Regions from separate parts of the Mus musculus genome. Here all the other regions are linked to region 1. A link is a contact called in public HiCAR-type and promoter capture Hi-C data. All regions are on one chromosome and are shown on one strand. The core of a region is the stretch at or near the end of the contact, and the rest is flanking DNA. Distances in the headings are between cores, read along the strand shown.

Evidence for each region. Promoter capture Hi-C pulls out the DNA fragments that hold promoters and counts their contacts. HiCAR-type assays count read pairs that join an accessible place to other places.
Region 2: a contact with region 1 is called in a promoter capture Hi-C map of embryonic stem cells, with 5 times the contacts expected there. The contact joins the enhancer-like site here to the promoter of Shisa9 in region 1. A contact is called at or near these places in 8 of 39 promoter capture datasets (the 3T3-L1 cell line, 3T3-L1-derived adipocytes, cranial neural crest and 5 more) and 6 of 115 datasets of contacts at active chromatin or transcription factors (embryonic forebrain, embryonic stem cells, forebrain and 2 more).
Region 3: a contact with region 1 is called in a promoter capture Hi-C map of hippocampal neurons, with 18 times the contacts expected there. The contact joins the enhancer-like site here to the promoter of Shisa9 in region 1. A contact is called at or near these places in 8 of 39 promoter capture datasets (the 3T3-L1 cell line, the C10 cell line, frontonasal cranial neural crest and 3 more), 3 of 484 Hi-C or Micro-C datasets (cardiomyocytes, cerebellum and frontal cortex), 7 of 115 datasets of contacts at active chromatin or transcription factors (VIP interneurons, astrocytes, embryonic forebrain and 4 more) and 1 of 9 other capture datasets (embryonic stem cells).
Region 4: a promoter capture Hi-C map of hippocampal neurons shows a contact between it and region 1, with 12 times the contacts expected there. The contact joins the enhancer-like site here to the promoter of Shisa9 in region 1. A contact is called at or near these places in 7 of 39 promoter capture datasets (the HPC-7 cell line, cranial neural crest, hippocampal neurons and 4 more) and 4 of 115 datasets of contacts at active chromatin or transcription factors (astrocytes, embryonic forebrain, forebrain and 1 more).
Region 5: a contact with region 1 is called in a promoter capture Hi-C map of hippocampal neurons, with 11 times the contacts expected there. The contact joins the enhancer-like site here to the promoter of Shisa9 in region 1. A contact is called at or near these places in 7 of 39 promoter capture datasets (3T3-L1-derived adipocytes, embryonic stem cells, hippocampal neurons and 3 more), 2 of 484 Hi-C or Micro-C datasets (both in cerebral cortex), 6 of 115 datasets of contacts at active chromatin or transcription factors (astrocytes, embryonic forebrain, embryonic hindbrain and 3 more) and 1 of 9 other capture datasets (embryonic stem cells).
Region 6: a promoter capture Hi-C map of embryonic stem cells shows a contact between it and region 1, with 6 times the contacts expected there. The contact joins the enhancer-like site here to the promoter of Shisa9 in region 1. A contact is called at or near these places in 8 of 39 promoter capture datasets (the C10 cell line, embryonic stem cells, frontonasal cranial neural crest and 3 more), 3 of 115 datasets of contacts at active chromatin or transcription factors (embryonic forebrain and embryonic stem cells) and 1 of 9 other capture datasets (embryonic stem cells).
Region 7: a contact with region 1 is called in a HiCAR-type map of astrocytes, with 2.7 times the contacts expected there. The contact joins the promoter of Gspt1 here to the promoter of Shisa9 in region 1. A contact is called at or near these places in 1 of 39 promoter capture datasets (hippocampal neurons) and 3 of 115 datasets of contacts at active chromatin or transcription factors (astrocytes, bone marrow-derived macrophages and embryonic hindbrain).

Annotation. Positions count from the first base shown.
Region 1 is chr16:11,982,428-11,985,634 of GRCm38.p6, forward strand. Shisa9 (shisa family member 9) reads left to right here and starts at 1,686. Exons shown (of 5, transcript NM_028277.2): 1 at 1,686-2,716. The coding sequence starts at 2,154. Gm32278 (predicted gene, 32278) reads right to left here and starts at 1,318. Exons shown (of 2, transcript NR_155455.1): 1 at 1,131-1,318.
Region 2 is chr16:12,959,457-12,962,663 of GRCm38.p6, forward strand. No RefSeq gene overlaps it. Among named protein-coding and RNA genes, the nearest start is that of 4930414F18Rik, 130 kb to the left of the region's middle. Within about 2 kb of position 1,600, at least 3 of the 459 cell types and tissues checked have an H3K27ac peak or open chromatin away from gene starts, as enhancers often do. A contact at or near this core is called in embryonic stem cells, where this site is marked.
Region 3 is chr16:12,891,312-12,894,518 of GRCm38.p6, forward strand. No RefSeq gene overlaps it. Among named protein-coding and RNA genes, the nearest start is that of 4930414F18Rik, 58 kb to the left of the region's middle. Within about 2 kb of position 1,525, at least 6 of the 459 cell types and tissues checked have an H3K27ac peak or open chromatin away from gene starts, as enhancers often do. A contact at or near this core is called in VIP interneurons and hippocampal neurons, where this site is marked.
Region 4 is chr16:12,858,570-12,861,776 of GRCm38.p6, forward strand. No RefSeq gene overlaps it. Among named protein-coding and RNA genes, the nearest start is that of 4930414F18Rik, 25 kb to the left of the region's middle. Within about 2 kb of position 1,577, at least 8 of the 459 cell types and tissues checked have an H3K27ac peak or open chromatin away from gene starts, as enhancers often do. A contact at or near this core is called in hippocampal neurons, where this site is marked.
Region 5 is chr16:12,798,980-12,802,186 of GRCm38.p6, forward strand. All of the region lies in intron 1 of 4930414F18Rik (a long non-coding RNA gene), which reads right to left. Among named protein-coding and RNA genes, the nearest start is that of 1700003L19Rik, 11 kb to the right of the region's middle. Within about 2 kb of position 1,497, at least 19 of the 459 cell types and tissues checked have an H3K27ac peak or open chromatin away from gene starts, as enhancers often do. A contact at or near this core is called in forebrain and hippocampal neurons, where this site is marked.
Region 6 is chr16:12,774,568-12,777,774 of GRCm38.p6, forward strand. The region is part of intron 1 of 4930414F18Rik (a long non-coding RNA gene); the gene reads right to left. Among named protein-coding and RNA genes, the nearest start is that of 1700003L19Rik, 35 kb to the right of the region's middle. Within about 2 kb of position 1,649, at least 6 of the 459 cell types and tissues checked have an H3K27ac peak or open chromatin away from gene starts, as enhancers often do. A contact at or near this core is called in embryonic stem cells, where this site is marked.
Region 7 is chr16:11,252,783-11,255,989 of GRCm38.p6, forward strand. It overlaps Gspt1 (G1 to S phase transition 1), which reads right to left and starts at 1,543. Exons shown (of 15, transcript NM_146066.2): 1 at 861-1,543. The coding sequence starts at 1,215. LOC115488671 reads right to left here and starts at 854. Exons shown (of 2, transcript XM_030249388.1): 1 at 1-854. Mir1945 (microRNA 1945) reads right to left here and starts at 1,663; the gene lies at 1,586-1,663.

The DNA.
Region 1 (3,207 bases), core at 436-2,935:
CTATAACTCACAGAGAAATGTCAGCTGCCATCAGCTCCCACACCAATGTTTATGGGATGGACAAGGTGGTAGCAGTTGTGGGTTGCCAGTATGACAAATATGCCTCCCACCCTATTTGCAGGGTCCTATGGTGAGGAAGCTGGTTGGCAGTTCTCTTTCCTTTTCACAGTGGGGGATGGGTTGGAGTACATTCTACTGCAGTCAGTCTTGGCTCTAAGACCTGGTGTGGTTTACCAAGGTGGCCCTGGGCTGCATTTGTAAATCTTCTTTCATCAAAGGGAGGGGGAGTTTAGCCAAACCCTTTGATTTGGAAAAAACTTGCCACACAGTCTTAATAAATCCTCTCATAAATTATCAATTAAGAGGATCCCAGCAGACCATTTTACATGTGGCCCAACTTCGTGGTCCTTTGAAAATTTCCCCCAAGAGTCCTGCAGCTGAAACCAAACAAGAGGAGAGGGAACAGAAAACATTGCTTCCTCTGTGATTCACCCAGCCTACTGCAAAGAGCATACTCAGTTAATACAATTAAAAAACAAAACGCCAGGGCGTGTGGGGATATAAATTTAGCTTAGCAGCTTTGATGTGAATCCTGATTTAGGGGCTATTGAAATCAAATTCAAGTAGAGGGCAGGAAGAAATAGGAGAAATGGTCGAGGGCTTATGGAGGGCTGGGAGGAATCAGTCAGGAGAAAGGAAGAGAGAACAAATTTGGAAAGGTTGAGAAGAGATGCTGGGAGCCAAGGAAACAACCTCGGTGAGGATGTCGGGGAAGGGGGGCTCCGTGGGGACAGGGGACAGCCTGCTCTGGAGACTGTCGCGCGGGCTGCAGAAACGAGTGGCTGAGGATGAGTGCCCAGGCCTTGCGCTGCGCCAAAACTGCCAGCGCAGAGGCGGCGCCGCTGTGTGCCCTCCTGTGGAGCTCAGCGTTCGCTGCGGGGGCGAAGAGGGACAGAAAGCGGCAGGTCCTAAGGGCTAGGGGAGTTCTTAGGAGAGCCCTTCCAGGGTGAGCCATTGCCTTCGCTTTGTCCGCTGACCGCCTCGCCAGACCACCCAGCTTTTAATATGAGTTCCCAAGCCCCTGTTCTGGGGTGCTTACCACAGCCCAAGGGGTTTGACACCTAACCCACCTTCCCAGTTCCAGCCTCTTCTCTGTTCAGGGACTCGAACCATCCCAGGCTCGCGCCAGGCATGAGGTCGCATCCCCGGAAAGGGCAAGGCAGTTCCTGCACGCCCGGGAGGAGGAGGGAGATCTTGTCTACACTGCTTCTAGTGTGTCTTGGAGTGAGCAAGCCATCTAATCTGTCCCGATTCTCCTAGTCACCCCTTCCCTGATCGACAGATTGCAATCGCAGCTCCTGCGCACGCACCCCTAGGGGGGGAAATCGAGGGCGGAACCACCTCTGAGTCTTTGCTTGGGGTGAGGAGCACCTTTCTCCCCGAGAGGGTGCCAGAGGTCCCGGCCGTGGTTCTTTCCACCTGCCGAGAAATCAGAGCTGTTCTTTCGAGCCTGGCAGCGGTGGAGCTTGCTGCTTTTGCCCGAGCTCTCTCTGCACGCCCCCTATTCGCCCCCGCCCGCCCGAGTCACCTCTTTACGCGCCCCCGCCCCTTTCGAGCTAGCGCTCACCACCACCCCTCCTCTATCCGCCCTCCTCCCCTTCCCCCTTCCCTCTGGCCCTCCCTTCATTCCACAAGTGTCGCTTCTCTCTCTCTCTCCAGCGCACTTGGCGTGCTAGAGAGGTGAAGAGCATCCTGCGAGCGAGCGGACGTGGGGAGCCGAGTCCCGGGTGGCGGGTGGAAGGGAGTTACGGACACAGCGACTCTCTCCTGTTTTCCACCCCCGCCTCCCCCGGTGGCCAGCAGGACCTGCACCCCGCGCTGGCCCCCGCTCCTGCTCCGTCCCCGCCCGGCCCCGGCGCGCTCCTCCCCGGCCGGCCCCCTTCCTCGGCGCGCGTCGCGCTGGAGGCGAACGCAGTCTGAGCCGAGCGCAGTGGCCGCCGACCACCGAGCGCCCCGCGCCGCCTCCCTGCATGTGCGGCCAGCGGCGGCCCGCAGCCCCCGCCAGCAGCCTCGGCAGCTTCGGCCGCGCGTCCAGAGGCGGCGGTAGCGGCTCCAGCGGCGGCCGAGCGCTCCAGCCCGGGTTGGGAGACACGATGCGCCGAGTCCTTCGGCTGCTTCTCGGCTGCTTCCTCACCGAGCTGTGTGCCCGCATGTGCCGGGCGCAGGAGCGATCTGGGCACGGGCAGCTAGCGCAACTGGGCGGCGTACTGCTGCTCACAGGGGGCAACCGCTCCGGAGCCGCCTCCGGAGAGGCCGGCGAGGGCGTCGGGGGCTCGGACGCACCGCCGACTCGAGCGCCCACGCCAGACTCCTGTCGGGGCTACTTCGATGTCATGGGCCAGTGGGACCCGCCGTTCAACTGCAGCTCGGGCGACTTCATCTTCTGCTGCGGGACTTGTGGCTTCCGGTTCTGCTGCACGTTTAAGAAGCGGCGACTGAACCAGAGCACCTGTACCAACTACGACACGCCACTCTGGCTTAACACGGGCAAGCCCCCAGCGCGTAAGGATGACCCCTTGCACGACCCCACCAAGGACAAGACCAACCTTATCGTCTACATCATCTGCGGGGTGGTGGCTGTCATGGTGCTGGTGGGCATCTTCACCAAGCTGGGGCTGGAGAAAGCGCACCGGCCCCAAAGGGAACACATGTCCAGGTGGGCTGCCTCCCCTTCGCCCCCCTCTTTGGGTCCACTTTCCTTTCCCATCCATCTCCAACATTCCCCAGCCGTGCTTCCCTCCACCCCAAGGTCTCCGATTGGGGAATGTCATCCAGGACGACAACTTTCCCTTGTAGCATTGAGCCAAGCAAGGCATTGGGCTCAGCACAGGTGGGAGTGAAGGCCGAGTGTGGAAGGGGAAAGTCTCTTTTCCCCTCGCCCACCTCCTGTTCCCTCTCACCAGATATGATGGTGGGTCTTGAGACACATAGCCGGGTCTTTAAACTCTTGCGTTTTGGGGAGAGGATCCATTTATGGAGGTAAACAGAGGCAGGCGAACCTGAAAGGAAGTGGGGGGGGGGGCGTGTATGATCCGTGTGCTTGTGTGTTGGAGGGAGGGAGGAACGGAGGGAAAGAGTGAGTACCTCCTGCAACTTGTACACTAGCGAAAATGAAGCAAAGGTTAGGGAGAGTGCACCAGAACCAAA
Region 2 (3,207 bases), core at 350-2,849, 980 kb after region 1:
AATATTACAAGAACACACAGTTGCAAGCTTTTATATTTTTTAAGAGGAAATTTTAAATAAAAAAACTGGATATTTTTAAAGAACAAGTTTAAAATATTTAAATTTGTAAGACTATGGAACATTTTAAGTTTATAAAATGTGATCTTTAAAAAATAAATAAGTAAAAGACTATAGAGTTATGGTTCCAGCTATGAGCACCAAACACTAAACACCAGAAACTGGGATGTTCTTATCTTACAAGACAATGACCTAAACAGTCTGGCAAAAGCAGCTTGGCAAAGAGCTTGGAGCAATGAATCTCAACTTATGGGTCACGAACCTTTGGGGTTTAAAAGACCCTTCCACTGGGGTAGTGTAGGACCTTCTACAGGTCAGATGATCACATTGCAAAACTGTAGTTGTGAAATAGCAAGGAGAGAGACTTCATGGTTGGAAGTCACCACTACGTAGAGAAGTGTGCTGAAGGGTTGCAGCATTGGAAAGGTTGGGAGCCACTGACTTGGAGAATGGTTTTCTTTATCTAAGGCCTATTCAGGTTTAAGAATGTATGTCTGGTCTCCTTGTCTTTGCTAACTTTGTTAAGATTTAGGGGTTTTTTTTTGATCTACTGAATCATATAAGAAACTGTCATGCTCTGTACTGGTGTGCTATGAAAGGATCAGGAGAGTGCTCTGTCTCTCTGTGAACTGTATTTATGAGTTGAAGTTTTATTTGAATACTAAAAGAGCTTAAATTCAGAAATCTTTATCTTTGTAAGGTTAAACCTAACAGAGATAAAGCTATAAAATCCTAATTTTATAAAAGCTGCTAACTTATTGTACTCTGTGAAAGACACTCAAGACATGAAAGTTACGGTCAGTCACTGCCACTAAGGACCAAACCCTTTAATGTGTTCGGAAGTATATTTGTAGTAACACTAAGAACTAAAGTAATGAATTACAGAAAAAACTTTATTTAAACTCATATGTGTTATCAATGTTAAGCCTAAAACAAGTAACTAAAAGCAAGCAAAGTTTATTTAGCTTATATACTTAATAGATTATGGTCCTCAGACTCTTCAAAGATCTGCTAAATATGACATTTAAAATGTTTAATGGAAAAAGTTTAGTATGAAAGACAGAGACACACATTACCCCACCCCCACCCCCAGCCCATCTCCTAGCAGTGACCCGAAGGCCTCCAAAGGGGATGATGGGGCAGGATGACTCCACCTGGATTGTTATAATGCTAACCACTGGCCAAAACTGTCCCAAGGCTTTGCCTGCCACCAGGACCCTGCCATGCCAAACTCTGACATGGGAGAGTTGAGTGCTCCACTTTGCCTTGACAAAGTAAGATCAGTCTTGCCAAGCTTCTCCTCCACAGGAAAACCCCTCAGATCCTGTGGGCCTGAGGGACAAAGACTAATGCTGCCCTTGGATCTCTGCCCCCGAGGAAGCCATAGAGACCACTGGAGCCTAGGGTAGCCATCTAGTTAATGGGTAAGTCTCTGTCATTCTAATTGATACAAGGGCCATTTGGATTATACTTCCTGCTCTATTGTATCCTTCTCAGACCTGATGGCATTGATTGTGAGACCAGCTGTAGCTTTTCCAGTTTAACAATGACAGGCAACCAGCTCCTAACATCAGGTCCGCTGCTACCTTGTTTGTTCATTTCGTATGTAAAAGGCAGGCCTTGCTTTTTCAAGAGCTGCTTGGACTCCTGCTGAGCAAAACAACCAGTTTGCCTTTCTAACGGGCTTCACATGAAAGGATGCACAGGTTTCAGATGGAACTTTTGGCCGTTCCTTTTGAACTTGCTTTGCAATGACTGTTCTAAGTAATAACTGCTCAAGTCTCTGGTAAATGACTGGAAGAAAAGGCTTACATCTGTGTGAGGTCTGTGGGTCTACGGAAGTGTCCTAAAGTGTTTAAAGGGGTGGAATATGAAAGCTTGAGTAAGTCCTGAGGGTCTAAGGAAGTGATTTAAGATACATAAATGCAAGTTGTAAATGTGTAAGAAAATCACTTAAGAAATCTAAAAAATGTAAACTGTTTCAAAGTTTCTTTCCTTCTATGTATAGGAATTCAAGGTGCTTCTCGTTGGGCTAAAATATCTCTGTCCGATCTGTATGTCCGGATCTCTGGACAGGAAAAAATGCTCATCCTTTGAATCCCAAAGCCGTGCTGTTTGCCCTGACTTGAAGGCATGCGTCTCCTCCAGCCGTTTTACTGACGCCTGTTAGCTGCTTTTTCTACAATGTGGATTTTAGTACAGATTCCAAACAGTGATAATGTTAATATATCTAGAACTATTATCTCTTTTGTAAACTAAAAATTCATGTAAGACTTTGGTTCATCTCTCACAGGTCAAACAGACTCCAAGATATGGACAGCCTAAGTTTGCCTCCCTGTCTATTCCTGCTAACAAAGTCTCTCTCCAGGTATTGACACTCCTCCTTTTCCCCAACTACCAGGACCATGGGTCTGAAAATTCTAAATGTAAGACTAGACGCTTCCTGTGAATGCCTCATTGCCTGAATCCCTCTCAGCCTTTGACTAGAATTCCAGCCTTGCTGGGCTCTGGCAGCAATGTCCTGATTCCAGCAGGAAATAGTTACAAGAGAGAGTGCTTTGCCCCTTATCCTCAAAAGGCTGGAGTAGTTCATCAAAAGGAAACACCATGGCATAGGGGACAAAGTGGCTACCTATAATGCCTGTTCACATATTAGAAAAGGGATCTGTGAAAAACCAAATAGACCTAGATCTATCAATAGGTATTTATCAGCAGAAATAATTCTACAATATGAGAGGACATTTGACTGGCTTTATGAAGAAGGAGGAGGTGTTTATGGTTTTAGAGAAAATTGTTGTTTCTATACAAACCACTCAGGAATCACTAGAGATAATATAGCTATCTTCAAAAAACATTGCATAAAAAAGGGGACCTGAGGTGAAAAAAATGGCTAGTCCCTTGTCTTATTTTTGGGCTTCTCCTAGATAGTAACTGATATTAGCCATCCAAGGGCCGGGCCGTTGACCATTCTGTTTCTGCTAATTACTGTTGGCCCTTGCATCAGTCATGCCTTAGATATAGAAATTCCTACCTGGGAGTCATTAAGTTGATGGGTATTCGATCCCAATACAAACAGATATCTACCACAGAGTCAAGTGATCACTAAGCAGGCTCTAGAGCTGGGATTCAAACCAAGAACTCTGACACTGG
Region 3 (3,207 bases), core at 275-2,774, 910 kb after region 1:
GTTTCTTTCCCATTTGGACCGTTGTAAATGGTGCTGCTATGAGCACTCAAGGTATTATCTGAGCATCTGTTTTGGTTATGTACCTGAGAATAGAAATGATGGGTTATCTGACCATTATGTCCAGCCTTTTGAGGATTCATCTAACATAATTTTAACAACCATAAGAGCAATAGAGTTTATCTTTCCAGAAAGACCCATGAGATAGCTATGGAGCTCCATTGTTCCATCTATGGCCATGTACTCATCCCTGAAACAGTCCCTGTGGGGAGGAAGGTGGGGCACCCTGGTTGTGAAGATGTGTCTACATTTACAGTGAGAAAAGCACCTTCTTCAAATGGCATACACGGGCATAGACGTCAGTCAGAAATCAAAATGCGGACCTGGAGAGGCGACTCGGTCGGCACATGTTTGATGTGCACCATGAGAGCCTGAGTTCAGGGCCCTAGCACCCATGGAAAGTGCCAGGTATGGCAGGGTGTTACTACAATTCCAGACCAGGGAGACAAAGACTGGTGGAGCCCTGGAGCCCACTGGTGGGCTAGACCAGCTGAATAGTTGGTCTCCATGTCCAATGAGAGACATTGCTTCAAAAAGTAAGGTGGGGAGCCTTTGAGAAAGACTCCCAGTGTTGATTGATCCCTTCCCTTCACCTACACACTCCCACATGTACACATGTACACAGACACAAGAACACATGAACATATACAACATAGAAACACACAATCAAAATTCTTTCTATAGGAGAATAATGAAGAAAACATGAAAGATGATAATAAGAAGTGTCTACTGCACAGACAGAGCAACGAAATCACTGCTCTTGACAGTGACATAGAGTGCGTGGCTGCTGAAGAGTCAACGTTTGACAGTACTTTACAGGGAGCACCAGTCATTCCCAAAGCACACAGGAGAAAACTGGGGCCAAGGGGACTTCAGTCTCTCACTCAAAGTCGCACAGTGAGAAAATGCTTGAGAACAGATTTGAACCTTCATGTCTCCAAAGCTAAAGTCCCTGTCTTTTCCTCTGTCTCAAGCTGGTATTTGACAGAGTAGCAAGCATGAAGTAATCTCGATGAGCTCTTTAGTGACCTTCTTAGTACTGACCGTTCTGAGTACCAGAACCTGCACACGCATCTGTCCAGGTCCACTGATGCCAGCCCTGGTGGTATGCTTGGAGGTCTGCAACCCTCTGCCTCCCACTCTATGGTACATGAAGCCAAAACAAAGACATGCTTCATCCTCATAGAAATCAAAGATGGTATCCCTCGTCAAACAACAGATCTTGTAGACTTGGTCAGATCTCCAGCAGCTCACAGGGCCTCCTGCACTGGGCACTAGGAAGTTAGTGCTTTTAAAGAGCACAAGAAAATACGTCCCTACTTTTGGCTCCTTCAAGAGAGACCTTTGGCCATTGGTCCACACGATTTCTCTTGACTAGAAGACTATCTGATGTGATTCAGTGCCATGGGACTCTGGCTCAGAAACGCCTGGGACCTGACCCCTCCGTGCTCAGCTCAGTTGCTAAAATAGTGCCATGTCTCCCTCCTCTGTCTGAGCTTGGAACAGGACACAACCATGACAGTGCCAATCTCTTAATAGGATCGATGGGTTTTTTTCATGCACAATGCATCTCAGGGGATTGTTGTCATTTGTCTTCTGCAAATGACAGTCTTGTTCTGTGGGCTTCCTGGTTGCTGGGGGAGAAATGTTACTGCACAGCTTGTCTCCAGTGATATTTCATAATTATAGCAGAACCCCAATGTTAATAGAGCTGTCTTGCCAAATATACCCCGGATACCCAATGCCAAAAACAATGCCTCATAGTTCCCCATTCTCATGATGCATGCTTGTTCATGCACACACCAAAGTAGCCATTGTGGTTGTGGTAATACCCCAGTCAGTAAAATGTTTGCCTGTCAAGCATAGGAACTTGAGCTCAATGCCCAGAAACAACGTAAAAAGGCATGGTGGTGCATACTGGTGTTCTTAGCACTGGAGAAGTAGAGAGAGGAGGAGCCCTGGACTCTCAGGCCAGCTAGAGTAGGCTAGTTAGTGAGCTGCTGGCTAATAAAAGACCCTGTCCCAAAGGATGGCATCTGACATTCTCTGAAGGACAGATGCACACAAGTGTGCACACACGGGTACACACACACACACACACACACACAAACACGCGTGTGCGTGCATGCGCATGCGCATACACAATAGCTCAGAACCTTATCTGAATACTCTTCCAGTTGCCTTTGCAGACACCTTCATGCCACTCTGGGATGGTGCTGTAGTTTGCTTTCTATTGCTGTGATAAAACACCATGACCAAAAGGAACTTGGAGGAAAGAAGGTTTGCTTCTGTTTACATTCCACATCATACCCCATCTCTGAAGAAAATGGGGCAGGAACCTGGAGGCAGACATTGAAGCAGAGGTCATGGAGGAATGAATGTTGCTTATTGGGTTCCTCCCATGGCTTCATCAGGCTGCCTTCTTATACCAACCTCCACTCACACATCAATCCACACAGGAATAACAAATATCTTTAGAAGCTCCTTAATGTCCACAAGGCACAGTGCTACAGCATGGACAGTGTAGCACCCTCCCTGCTATTCATAAGTTCTCAACAATTTAGGTTTTTATTATGATGATTATGTCTTGGCTCTTTAACTATTCATGAAGGATTTAAAGCAATGGACTGGATCTCACCCTTAGTTAAAACTGCAACTGACTGGAGACAAGAGGACAGGCAAAGCCTCTACAGTAATTCACACTCTGTGGTACTGAGCAACTCACTTAACCCTACTGAGATTTTCTCCTAATTTGCAAAACAGACCAGTGATCAGAGTTTAGCAGTTAGTTATCTATATACATCTATATATAATGCATTAAAATGGGTAATAAACAGTCATTGTGAACACGGCTACTAGTTAGAGAGCAGAAGGTCCATGTATCACTGACAGTTTCTAAGAGTCAAGAGTACATTTTCAAGTGTGTGTGTGTGTGTGTGTGAGAGAGAGAGAGAGAGAGAGAGAGAGAGAGAGAGAGAGAGAGAGAGAGAGAGACTGCAAGTGTATGAATACCACATCATGTGTATAGAAGGCAGGAAGGCAGAGGACAGACTGAGCATCCATCTTGGTCTCTCCAAGCTCTCTCTTTTGCTGCTGGGAACCAAGGCTCAATGGCCCAGCGGCTTCCATGGCTGTTCCTGTTTCCACTTC
Region 4 (3,207 bases), core at 327-2,826, 880 kb after region 1:
TGGATGCTTTGGTCCTTCTTAGATGGGGGGAAAAATATTCACGGGAGGAAAACTGGAGACAAAGTGTAGAGCAGAGACTGGAGATAAGGCCATCCAGAGACTGCCTCACCTAGAGATCCATCCCATATACAGTCACCAAACCCAGACACTATTGTGGATGCCAAGAAATGCTTGCAGGCAGGAGCCTGATATAGCTCTCTCCTGAGACGCTCTGCCAGAGCCTTACAAATACAGAGGCAGATGCTTGCAGTAAACCTTTGGACTGAGCATGGGGTCCTCAATGGGAGAGAAAGGACTGAATGAGTTGAATGGGGTTTGCAACCCTATAGGAAGAACAGCAATATCAACTAATCAGACCCCCAGAGCTCCCAGGGACTAAACCACCAACCAAAGAGTAAACATGGAGTGACCCATAGCTCCAGCCGCATATGTAGCAGAGGATGGCCTTGTCAGGCATCAATGGGAGGAGAGGTCCTTGGTCCTGTGAAGGCTCAATGCCCCAGTGTAGGGGATGTCAGACCAGGGAGGCAGGAGTGGGTGGGTGGGTGTGGGGATTCCCTCATAGAAGCAGGGAGAGGGGAAATGGGATAGGGGGTTTCTGCTGGGGGTAGGGGGACCAGGAAAGGTGATAACATTTGAAATGTAAATAAAGAAAATATCCAATAAAACACACACACTCACACACACACACACACACACACACACACAAACAAATGCCAAGTCTGCCCTGAATTCATACTAGAGACTAAAATCATTATGGCATTTATTTTCACGTGCCAACAAACCATTTTTAAATTACAAGTAAAGAAAAATACCATTTATTTCCAAGAGAATAAAAACAAATGCCAGCTTTGAGAGCAAGAGAGGAAAACAGCTTTGAGGGTCCTGAATAATAGAATGTGGATGCCACATTGATGCTTTTGTCTTTGTAAGTCTCTCCTAAGACAAAGGTGTGAGCTGGCACTCTCCATTCCTCCTCCTTCCTCTCTCCCCCCCTCCCTCTCTCCCTCCCCCTTCCTCTGTCTCTGTCTCATGTGTGTGTGTGTGTGTGTGTGTGTGTGTGTGTGTGTGTGTGTGTGTGTCTGGACTGTGTGACTGAGCTATAGAAATTACTCTATGGGCTGCCTCTCAGATGACTATGTATGAAACATCAGTCAAGGGAATCAGTTCAATCAACTTCCCTGTCTGGGTATAGAGGCTTCTAGAAAACCCTCAGGAAGGAACAATGAAGTCTTGATGAGTGACTTAGCACTGCACCCCTATATCAAGTTTTCTTATCCTCAATGGTGTTGACATTTGAAGCAGGATATTGTCTGTCCTGGAGGCCTGTCTTGTGCATGGTGGGATGTTCAGCCTCAGCAGTGTTCCTAGCTTCTACCCACTAGACACCAGTAGCACCCCCACCCACCTCTTGTCATTCAGTTGTGATAACTGAGAATGTTTCCAGACATTGCCAAATATCCCCCCCGCACCCCCCACCACCACCACCACAGATAAATTTGCCCCAGTGAGAACCACTGGCCTACAAGAGGCAGACTTAAGCCTGGACAGATTTCACTTCAGAGTTAAATCAGAGTGTTCAGTCCCACACATTCCTGAATCATATCTTGCTAACACCCACCCCTGCTCATAGGGACAACTGGTCGCCTTGTGGAGAGAAATCTGCTCAACCCTCGCCAAGCATAGAAAGATGATCTAGATGCAACGTTATCACTAGAGACAGTGATACACACGCATAGTTTATGGTTCTGATTAAAACTTGGTCCTTAGGGCATAAGCCACCCAGGCTCCTAGCACAGGGCAACCCCTCCGTCCTCCTCTTAATCACCTCTGCTCTTCTTATGGCTACCCACCCTCTCTTTCCACAGAAGCCACAAACTCAGCCCTTCATTGTGCCATCTTTAGCTCAATGATCCCAAGTTTCCTTCTGACCTAAGTGCCCACACTGAATGCTATCGTTTGATCCCTGCCAGCTGCTTGGCCTCTTCCCATAGATGATGCCTTGCTGCTAACACTTAGTAAGCCAAGAAAGAGCTCTCTCTTTCTACCCCCAGGGTTCCACAGTCAGTCTCTCTTCATTTATAAAAATGCCACCGACATGCCTAGTGTCACATGAGGTAGTAGCTCAGGAGTCATTCTTGAAAGGTCCTCCCTCAGTGTCATTCTCTGTTGTAGTGAAGCCCACCACTCATGCTTCTGCAAGGATTCTCATTAACCACATAGGGTCTCACAAAAACAAAAAGACATCAGAATAGAAAGAAGCCTTTGGAGAAGAAAAGGCAGTAATGGGGTGAGAAAAATAATTGTGAACATAACTAAAATCAATTGTACATATAAGTGAAATTACCAATGAAATTTTTAAATCTATAAAAAATAATTAAAGAGACTCTTTCCTCTTTTCTCTCTTTGCAATATGCAATATAATCCAGGCATGGATCCTCCACCCACTGCAGCTCTGAGACCCGGTGTGAGCCTATGATTAGGAGCCAGAAATGTCATTGGCCTGTCATGCAGATCAATGATGCCCCTGGAGCAGTACAGAAAGCAAGTGCAGGACCATACCCAGGAGTTCTCCTTCTGTGTTCCAACCTGCATCACCTCTCACCAGGATCCAAGAGCAAGCACCCAACACTTCCTGCTATTTCATCTCTGTTCCCAAGAGACCTCCATTCTTCACCTAACAACCACCAAGGGTGATGTTTTTGAAAATCTGCACCTTAAGTAATGTTGTCATACAACTGAAATTCCCTCAATAATTTCCCAGCTCTCTTCACATAAAATCCACATGCAATATTCCATGTTCCAGGACTTGCTTGATCTGGTTTCTTTAACTCTTTCCAATTATCTATTGGCTTCCCCTTCCTCCCATCTCTCTGTTTCTCTATCTCTGTTTCTATCTCTCTGTGTCTCTCTGAGACTGTCGTGTGTGTGTGTGTGTGTGTGTGTATGTGTGTGTGTGTGTGTGTGTGTGTGTGTGTGTGTGTGTGTGTATGCAGGTGCACAAGTCTGTGAGGGATAAAGGTCAAACTTGGGTATTACTTCTCAGGTGATGTCCACTTGTTTGGAAGACTCTCACTTGCCTGTGTTTCATATTAGACTGTGCTTGCTGATTGGCAAGTTCCAGGGAACAAGCATCTATACCTCTATGGTGCTGAGAGAACAGGTGTGTGCCACCACTCCCAGCTTTTTTACTTTCCAAGCAGTTCT
Region 5 (3,207 bases), core at 247-2,746, 820 kb after region 1:
CTCTAAACTGTCTATAGAACCACTGTTCACAGATTGGCTCATAGCCTTCCAGAGTTTTCTTGCCCATATATCACATATTCTGGTCTGGAGCCACACTTTAAAACACTGGTGGAGCTCACCACAATGTACCTTCATTCAGTCTATCTTTTTAGGGTGGACGTGGGTTTGACTCTTTTTCCTTCCATGTGTAGGCATGTTTATGAGTGCGTATGTTTTTTACTATGTGGCCCAGACTGTCCCAAACTTAAGATGCTGTCCAGGCTTGATTCAAACTCTGGATCCTCTGCCTCAACTTCCTATGCTGGGATGATTTCAAGCATGTATCAATATACCCAAGTGACTGCCTACTGTGTCCCATTTGTTATTATGAATTGCTTACTAGACAATTAAGGCAGTGAAATAGCACTTTTTATTAAGATGTTATTGCAGCAAACAGTTGTGTATGTCTACCTTTGTGTGTAATGTTACTGGATTTTAGAAGACAAAAATGCTGAAAAGTCACTTAGCAGTATGACAATTCAAAGAGTACCTTGCGGTCCTGCAACAACACTTAAAATAGGGTACTCCTCTGTGTGTCCTCCCTTCAACCCTACCTTTCTTCTTTTACAATAGATTTTAGGACAAAGCTTTGGGAAGAAAAAAAATCAACAAAGTTTTTGTAATGCCCAAAGGGCACAGGGATTTGTTTCTGCCAATGACTGTGGAGGGTGAGCTGTCACAGTACCTCTACCAAAGATGCCTAGTATAAGCCTGGAGACTGTGTGCTTTGGCCCAATTTCCTTTGGCTTTTTTGAGGATTCTGATCTGAGGAAGCTCTTAATGATGTGAAATATTTGCAACCTGATTCCCTCAGCTAAGCATCTAAAGTGAGGCACCCTCATTGGCCAGCCCTGCTCTTCATCCCTTTGTCTCAGACACAGCCAGTAGTACTTTGGGATCTGTTCTTTGGTGTTGCCTTAGTCTTCTGCATTACATTCCCTCTGAAGTGCCCAGTGTACAGTAAACATGAAGGAAAAGGGTAGACGAGACTTTGATCTCTGTCCAGTAAGCTGGGCAGAAGATTCAAAAGTCTTTCCTAGTGCTTCCATCCCTGTTGCTGGCACAGACAGGAAACTTAGCATATCACAACAGACAGATCTGTGGGATAGCTCTGTGGGAGAGGGTATTTGCCAATAGACTTAATGATCTGAGTTCCTGAACTTGATCCCCAGGCTCCACATGGTAGAAAAAGAGGACTAACTTCCCACAACTTGTCATCTGAAATCACCTTTCATATGCTGCTATAGCTAAGGGGGGATATGTAATAATGTTACACAGGAAGTGACACAGTAGGGGATCCTTTTCAGGATGGATATGTTAAAATTTTCCTTTCCTGTCTGCAAGGGATAGAAATAAAATCCCTCATCTTTTCACCGAAGCTCAAACAGAATGCAGAAGCAGCAGTAGGTGAAACAGAATACTCCATAGAAATAGAGAAGTTATTTCTGGATAATTGGCAGCAGACATGTTGCTGAGCACATGGGAGGAAGGGTCTCCATGGCAACACAGTTGATGATGGCTTCATATTTAAATAAAATGTTGAGCTTTTCTACTTCCAGAGACAGACTTCTCAGTAATTTGGTATTAAGTTCTCTAGCTCAGGAAAAGCATTCTAGCTGAGGATACAAAAGGCAAGAGGAAGATAAGGAAAGAGAGAAAATTTCAAGCCAAGATCCCACTGTCCATGCAGCGTCTTGTACATAACTATGCTCATATTGAGAGTAAGACATTATACAACATGTATTCATTCTCGGTAAGTACCTTTTATTCTTCACAGAGAGTTTTAAGATCCAGCTACAGATGAGCAGAGGCCCAGCTCATAAAAAGATCTCACGTCTGTGGTAGTTTCAGGTTGACAAGCAGCCTTGTAGAATTCTCTTTTCTTTGAATCATCAGAGTAGACAACATACTCCTCTCATAGCAAAATACATCAGTTTATAGTGTACATTTTGATGTGTTACTACTGCTTGGAAATATAATGAGCTATGGCATAATAATGATTTTGCTGCTCCATGGAGTTTGCTCCCCTACTCGTTCCTCCTTAAAATTGGCCAAAGGTAGATCTGTAAACTCATATCACCACTACATACCGCACGCTGGTAGCCTTGACCAGCTCCTGACAACCCACTGGCCATTACACTTCCACCAACTGAGTCTTTTTTAAAGATCCAGTAAAAATAAAATTGTTTTCTCAGTGTATAGCCTTTAACTGCTACTTTTCAAACTGCTAAGAGTCTTTTAGTCTATAACATATAGATCTTATAAACAGTCATATTATGATATTTATAAGAATCTAGCCTGGGGAGCTCATTCAATAGGTAATGTTCTTGCTGTATAAGCATGAAGACTTGAATTTCGATCCCCAGCACCCAAGTCAAGAGCCTAATGTGACCATCTACTTCTGTAGCCAACGGGGGAGGTAGACACAGACAGATTCCAGGGGCTACCCAGCCAAGGAGTCCAGCCTAAATGGCAAGGTCTAGGTTGAGTGAGAGATGCAATCTCAAAAACTAAGATGGTGAGCAATAAAAGAAAACAATGAGCATCAGCCTCTGGTCTCCACACATAAACAAGCCAAGCATTCCCACGCACATAGACATGAGCGCCTGACACATACCCAGACACAGAGGGGGAACTGGACACTATTCTTACGTTAAATTTTCTACTTCCTGATAAGCAGTAAAATGTATACCTAACAAAGGAAACAGAAATTTTATGTGTAATTTAATTCTCTTTGGTTTGGAAAAGAAACTATTTTAAGAAAAGTTGGTTGTTGTTGTTTTGTTTTATATTGTTTTCAACAGCATGTGAGAGAAATGTTAATGGAAAATGAGAAGTATACATTCACTACTTAAAACATAAACCTTGCATATATGTGTATGGAAACTTGTGCGTGAGTGTGGATCTGGGGGTGTATATTTCATTTGAAGCAAACTTTTATTACATTCTAGGTACTACTTTTTTCTATTAGTTGTAAATTTCAGAAAATAAAATGTAAGATAAGAATAACTAATAATCAATCACAAATTTTCTAATTGTCAATAAAAGTCATCCTCCTGGACAGACACATGTTCCTAATAAGAACAGACAAAATGCATATATCCTTGTTACAGGTTATGCTTTTCTCTGTCTGCACTCCAAAGAGAACCTGTCATTCAACAGTCATTG
Region 6 (3,207 bases), core at 399-2,898, 790 kb after region 1:
TATGCACTATTTGGGACTTTTTTCTGGAAAGCATGACTATGAAAGCTGGTCTCTAAGCTTTTTCAAGCTTATGCCTTTTTGGTGGTGGTCGCTATGAGCTTTTCTACAAAACACTCTCAAGTTGTGTTTTGTTTATCAAGGTTCAGAAAAATTGGACCTGTTCATTTGAATATGAAAGAGATAGGAATGGGTAGATAGATTATAGTTAGACAAAAGATAGGTAGATAGACTGATGACAAGGAGATAGATTTTATTTAATATTTATTTTTATATATTTTATAAATTTACATATATTAATATGTTATTACATTTTATATATTATGTTTTATATTAAATTATTATATATTACATTATATTGCTTACATAATGCATCACATATTTTATATAACATAAAATATATACCATATTATATAGTATATATCAACATTATATAATTATAAATTATATTATATTTCATATTTTATATAATATAAAGTATATTGCATATTATATAATATGGACTATAAATATAATACATTATATATATATATATACATATATATATATATACCCAACCATAGAAGAAAAATGCATAATAAAAACATCTTTGCTAGTCTTCATAAGAACACTGCAGGAAACAATTGTATTTGTTTGGTTGATTGGATTTGGGTTTTTGAGACAGGTAGTGTGGCTGTCCTGGAGCTTGCCACATAAACCAGGCTGGCCTAGACGTCTCAGAGATACCTCTGACCCTGCTTCTGGAGTGCCGGGATTAAAACCATACAGCAGCGTGCCCAACAGAGCAGTTAATCCTGAGTCTGAGGGATGTTACATAATATTTGTCTCCAGGTACTCAGTTTAAACATAAACGAAATGTTGAAAATGATGATGGTGGTGGTTATGGGTTACAGTGACACTGGTGATGATGGTGGTGGTGGTCATCCTGATTATGATGATGGGGATGGTGCTGGTAAGGGTAATAATTATGGGATATTGATCACTAGTCACAACAATTATTTTATCATCTATATGAGTTTGGAGAGGTGGTTCAACAAGTAAAAATACTCAGTGCTAAGTCTGACCACCTAAGCTCATCCCTGAAATAAGCATCTTAGAATAAAAGTGACTTCCAGGAGTTCTCCTCTGACTTCCACACAAGCAAGCACCAAGGAAAGCCACCCCCCCAAGCCCTTCCTCCCTCCCTTCTTCCCTCACATAGTAAATAAAAATGCAAGAAAAATACTAGAATATCAGTGTGCTGGACATTGCAGTTGCAGTTCTTATATGTATATATTATGTCATCAGCACAATAACACAACTTTAACTGACACTCTCTAAAATGAGGAGCTAGAAGACCAGAACACTCATTCTGCATAGCACAAGCCACAAAGACAGAAATGCTGGTGAAAAGGTCAGCTTAGGAACTTGGGGAAGGTCATGAAATACTTGCCCCCCTGGAAGAGAGAGGCTAATTAACATTTCTCAGAAAACAGGGCAGGAACCAACCTGCAGGTGGGAACACATTCCTCAGGACTGACTGTTGTCCACCTTCAGACAAAAGAAGTCCTTGTCACCTCATTCCCTAAAGACCAGTCAGTTTAAAGGGTTCACTGTTCCGACAATCATATTGTGCATAGTTGCTGATGCTCTATTCTGCCCCTGGAAACCATATAAAAACTTGCCAAACGAGTGCTTGTGGTCACTGCCTCTCTTATGGGTCTGGAACAAACCCTGTGCACTAGAACAATAAATTCTTCTTGCTTTTTGCATCAATCCTGGCTCTGTGTGGTTCACTCAGGGGATCCCCAGTAAGCTAAGGCACCCCGGAGTCTTACACTGGCTACTTCTGTCTGTATCAAGAACCCACAGTACCCCATTGCCTAGTAGCATAGCATACCTTGCCTTTATTCATATGGCCTTTTAAATTTTTAATCAGCATTGAACCCCAACCTCATCAGCTCTGTGATTCTTTCAGATAGCTATTGAGAGCTCTATGAGATTTTTAGTACCCTTCTGATTTTATGGTTGCCCACAAAAGCCACAACTACGGAACATCAGAAAGACTGTGCTGTGAAATATCTCCTGGGTATTATATTTTAAGACTCAAGTAAATAACAGCCTCTTTTAAGATGTAAATAACACTGAAAATTTTAAGCCTATTAGAAAGTCACAGCTCAGATAATTCATTTAACCATTAATAGTGTACTCAGTGGGAATGTGACTGTCACCAATGAGCCAGGGCCTTCTTTGCATTTAGCTTGGAACACTGCAAAAGAGAAAGGGGAAATTTTTTTCCCAATTGTTGACTAGGTCTGGGTTTGTGGAAAAATCATAAGAATAAGGCAAAATTAGTTACTATGCATTTATCAAAACTAATCAACCAGTATTGGTAGAGTAATATGAGCAATGATTTGTTTATAGTTAATTCAGGTTTGGAGTTATGCCTTTATTATGTTAGGGTTTTGTCTTTTACTGTTTATTGTAATGCTAAGTGCTAGCGTCTGAGATTTGAAGTCTGCAAGTAGCCTACAGGGCCCTGCCCCCAGTTAATTCTGATTGGTAAATAAAGATGCCAGCAGCCAACAGCTGGGTAGAGGAGACTAGGCAGGTTTAGGTTCCCCAGACTTGATAACAGGAGGAAGGATCAGGGGACACAGAAGCCATTATGGAGTAAGAACTGCAGGAGAGAAGCAAGGAAAGCACCCTGGGCTCTGGGCCAAGAGACCATGGTCCAGAGGGCTGACCAATTGCAATTCAGAGCAGCCCAGATGAAACACAGTAAGTAATAATAGGGTTATAGATAGAAGGTAGATTCTAATAACATGGAGGGTAGGCAGCTGCCCAGCTATTGAGCCACTTAAGGCATATTAAAATATAAAGTTTGTGTTTGTATGTGTTCTTCATTCCGGGAGCATAAATGGTCAAAGGCAGGAAGGAACCTCGCATCAGGATTTTTTTTTTTAACTATTTGTTACAATAGGATTAACTTTGTGTCCATCTGATGTCCTCTCTCTGCTCCAGGATTCCAAGTGGGCACAGCATCACATTTAACAACAGTATCTCCTTAGCATCCTTTGGTTGTGGCACTACATGTTTGGTTTTTTTGGTTCTGTTTTTTTTTTTTTTTTTTTTTTTTTTTTTTTTTTTTGGTGGGGGGGGTGGTTTTTCGAGACATGGTTTCTCTGTATAGCCCTGGCTGTCCTGGAACTCACTTTGTAGACCAGGCTG
Region 7 (3,207 bases), core at 293-2,792, 730 kb before region 1:
TTTAAAGACTGCAGTTTGAAACGACAGAAAGTGTATTTAGTAGCTACTTTATGTGACAAATATTAAGTTATCAGAAGTATTTAAGTAACAGACTAGACTAATACACGAACGCAAACTAAGCTTTTATAAGCAACCCTTATAAGGGCCATACTTTTAAAACAATTAAAAGTCTACACGCCATTCAGAAAAAGTCTTAAATCCCGCTTAAAACCGCACATAAATCAATGAGGTTTACTACCACATGTTAGTACTGAGGAATCCTTGTGACATTTAAAAAACTTTTCAAGTATTCAAAATGTTAAGGGTGAAAAAAGGTCTTTGTATTGACAGCCAACAGTTTCTGGCGGATCACAAGCCTGCAATGCATCTTGGGATTCCTTCAGGTCGCTTTAGTGCCACCGATACTTAAAACGCAATTACAGTTCCAAACGTAGAAACTACAGTAGGAGCAGCTCTCTGGGCCAGCGAAGAGACAAGTCCTGTCCCCCAAACCCTAGACTTTCACACCCTCCTCCTGCCGGACTTCAAGCCCTATCAGTCCCCACTTCTGGGCCTCGTGGCACTGACTGGCCCAGGGCTGGCAGGGTCCCATACAGTTCCTATGCCTAGGGGTGAACCGCGTGCGGCCTTCCGCGGCGGGGCAATCGCCCCCGGGTCCCCTGGTCTCTGCTCCTCCTGGCCCAGGCGCCCCAAGCCAAGCAGCTCCCAGACTGGAGGCGCCCCACCCAGACCAGCCGGCGCCGCTGTCAGCGCCCCACGTGCGGGCCGGCCGGCCTCCCGTCCTCTCCACCCAGCCCACCGCGGAACTCCGGCCCCAGGCCGCCGCCCGTGCCTTGGGGATATCCAGCCCGGCAACTTACCCGAAGGGCCTCCCGCGCCGCTGCCTGCTCCGTGGTCGCCTCCGGCTGCGCCAGCTGGGGATAGCGGCGGCTGGGCCGGACCCCGCAGGAAGGACGGCACGAATTCAGCGGCGTGGACGTTGGGGACGAAAGGCTTGGCGTTGACGTTGAGTTGCCGGCTGAAAGCCGCGCTGAGGTTCTCACGCTGGGCCTCGGCCACCGCGGCCATGGAGCCGCTGCCGCTCCCGCCGCCGCCGCAAGGCCCGGGCCCGGGGGCCTCCATATCCGTCTGGTCCCAGCAGTCGGGCGCAGAGTCGCTGCTGCTGCTGCTCCCGCCGCCGCCGCCACCGCCGCCACCGCCGCTGCTAGGATCCATGATCGGGGGGGCCGTGTGTGTGGTGAAGAGAGGGCGGGAAATGGAGGCGGGGGCGGCCGACCGGGGAGGAGCAGGCCGCGCTGACCCGGGGAGGACGGCAAGACTGGGGAGCTGACAGTCAATGACTCACTCGCCGGCGTCCTGGGCAGCAGCTACAGTCCAGACAGTACACTCGAGACCAGGTCGACAGCGGCTCAACCCTCCTCGTGTGTGCGAAAGGATCTCCTCCCACCCAACCCCAACTACCGCCGCCGGCCTCACCGCCAACCCCACGTTTGGAGAGAATTGACCTCTCGCTACCACCCGTACCTTCGCCTCGGTAGTTCCCGTCTGTGTCCGCCCGCGTTTCCGCCTACGAAGCGCGGCCGATAGCTAAACTACAAGTCCCGACAGTACCCGCGAAGACCCGGTGCGGTTTTCTCGGGGGCTGACGGGAGTCGGAGTTCAGCGCTCAAGCGTCACCGGAAGCGGCTGGAACTCCCGGCAGGCAGCGCGAGGAGGCAGAAGTCTGGTGGCCCATCTGTCGCAGGGTGGGGGTAGGGGTAGGCTCTACTCGGCTAGGGCAAGACGGTGGGCCGAGCCCTTCCGCACGAGGCGACGATCCACCCTAGCCTGTGAGAACACCCGGTCCGCAGGCCTAACCTAGAGGAATTTTTTTTTCTTCTCCCTTTTCGGCGCCTTTTCTGTCTCCCAGTCTATATACCTTATTCTCTTTCTCTCCACCCGCAGCCAGAGTTTGCCCTACATTTCAAAGCCGGCGGGAGGCGTCTTTCCTTTTATGTATTCATTTTTGGAAGAGGCAGTAAAACCATGAGATGTTACAGCTGAAACTGCGTGTGGCTCATAAAGGTCCAAGGATGTCCGGCAAAAGGATCCTTAACTGGAAAATTTCAGTGACTCATGTTATGTTTGACTAGTCATTAAAAGCCCGCACCTAAAATGTTTTTTCGTCCTTTCATCCTCCCTGCCAGGAGATTTACAAATTAATCGGGATTGCCATATTTTTTAGTGTACCCAGCGGTACCTAATAGTGGCTATTTTGGTGCTTCCAGTTCCTTAGCTGCCATTAGGTAAAGTGCTGTTCTTTTGAAAGGCCGCATCTGTCAGCTATTCTTACAGTCCTTTAATAATGAGGGCATCTCACACTTTCAAGTTGCATTTTAGTAATTGTGGGGTAAGTGACAAGCAAGAAAAAATAAAATTCACCTTTATTTTTTACTGCACGAAGTAGGAATACCTGTTCTAAATACCTGTTAAATGCTCCTGTAATTCACCCATGGAGACCAAGACAAAGAAAAGTATACTCTTAATTTTACTTGCTCTGAAAAGAGTCTAGACAGAATGCAACTAACCTACTTGGAAATTACAGAGTAACATATTCAAAATGTTCAAACAACGAGTTTTTTTTTTTTTTAAATCTGGATCTAAGATATCTAAATTGGAATGCTGACTTTAAACATTTGTATAATAAAAAGTGAGAATTTGGCCTAACGAGAGAGGTAATAGACAAAGTTGTCAATAATTTTTTGTTTGTTTTGTTTTTGTTTTGTTGGGTTTTTTGGTTTTTCGAGACAGGGTTTCTCTGTATAGCCATGGCTGTCCTGGAACTCACTCTGTAGACCAGGTTGGCCTCGAACTCAGAAATCCACCTGCCTCTGCCTTCCAAGTGCTGGGATTAAAGGCCAGCACCACCAATGCCCGGCTTTGTCAATTACTTTTTAAAGCAAGGCTTCAAACTAGCTCTTTTTTTCTTCTTTTTGTGGTTGGTTAGTTAGGTTTTGGTCGGTTGGTTGGCTGGTTGGTTGGTTGGTTAAGCAGAGACAAATGAAGCCCAGGCTGGCCCTGAACTCCAGTCCTTTTATCTTACTTTCCAAGTGCTGGAACTCTCTGCCTGTCTACCACCAAGCTCAGCTTGAACTGGTTTTTTGTAAATGACTTTTTTTTTCTTGCATGTGTTTTAAGATGTCCTCTTTGTGTGATCCAGACTGACTT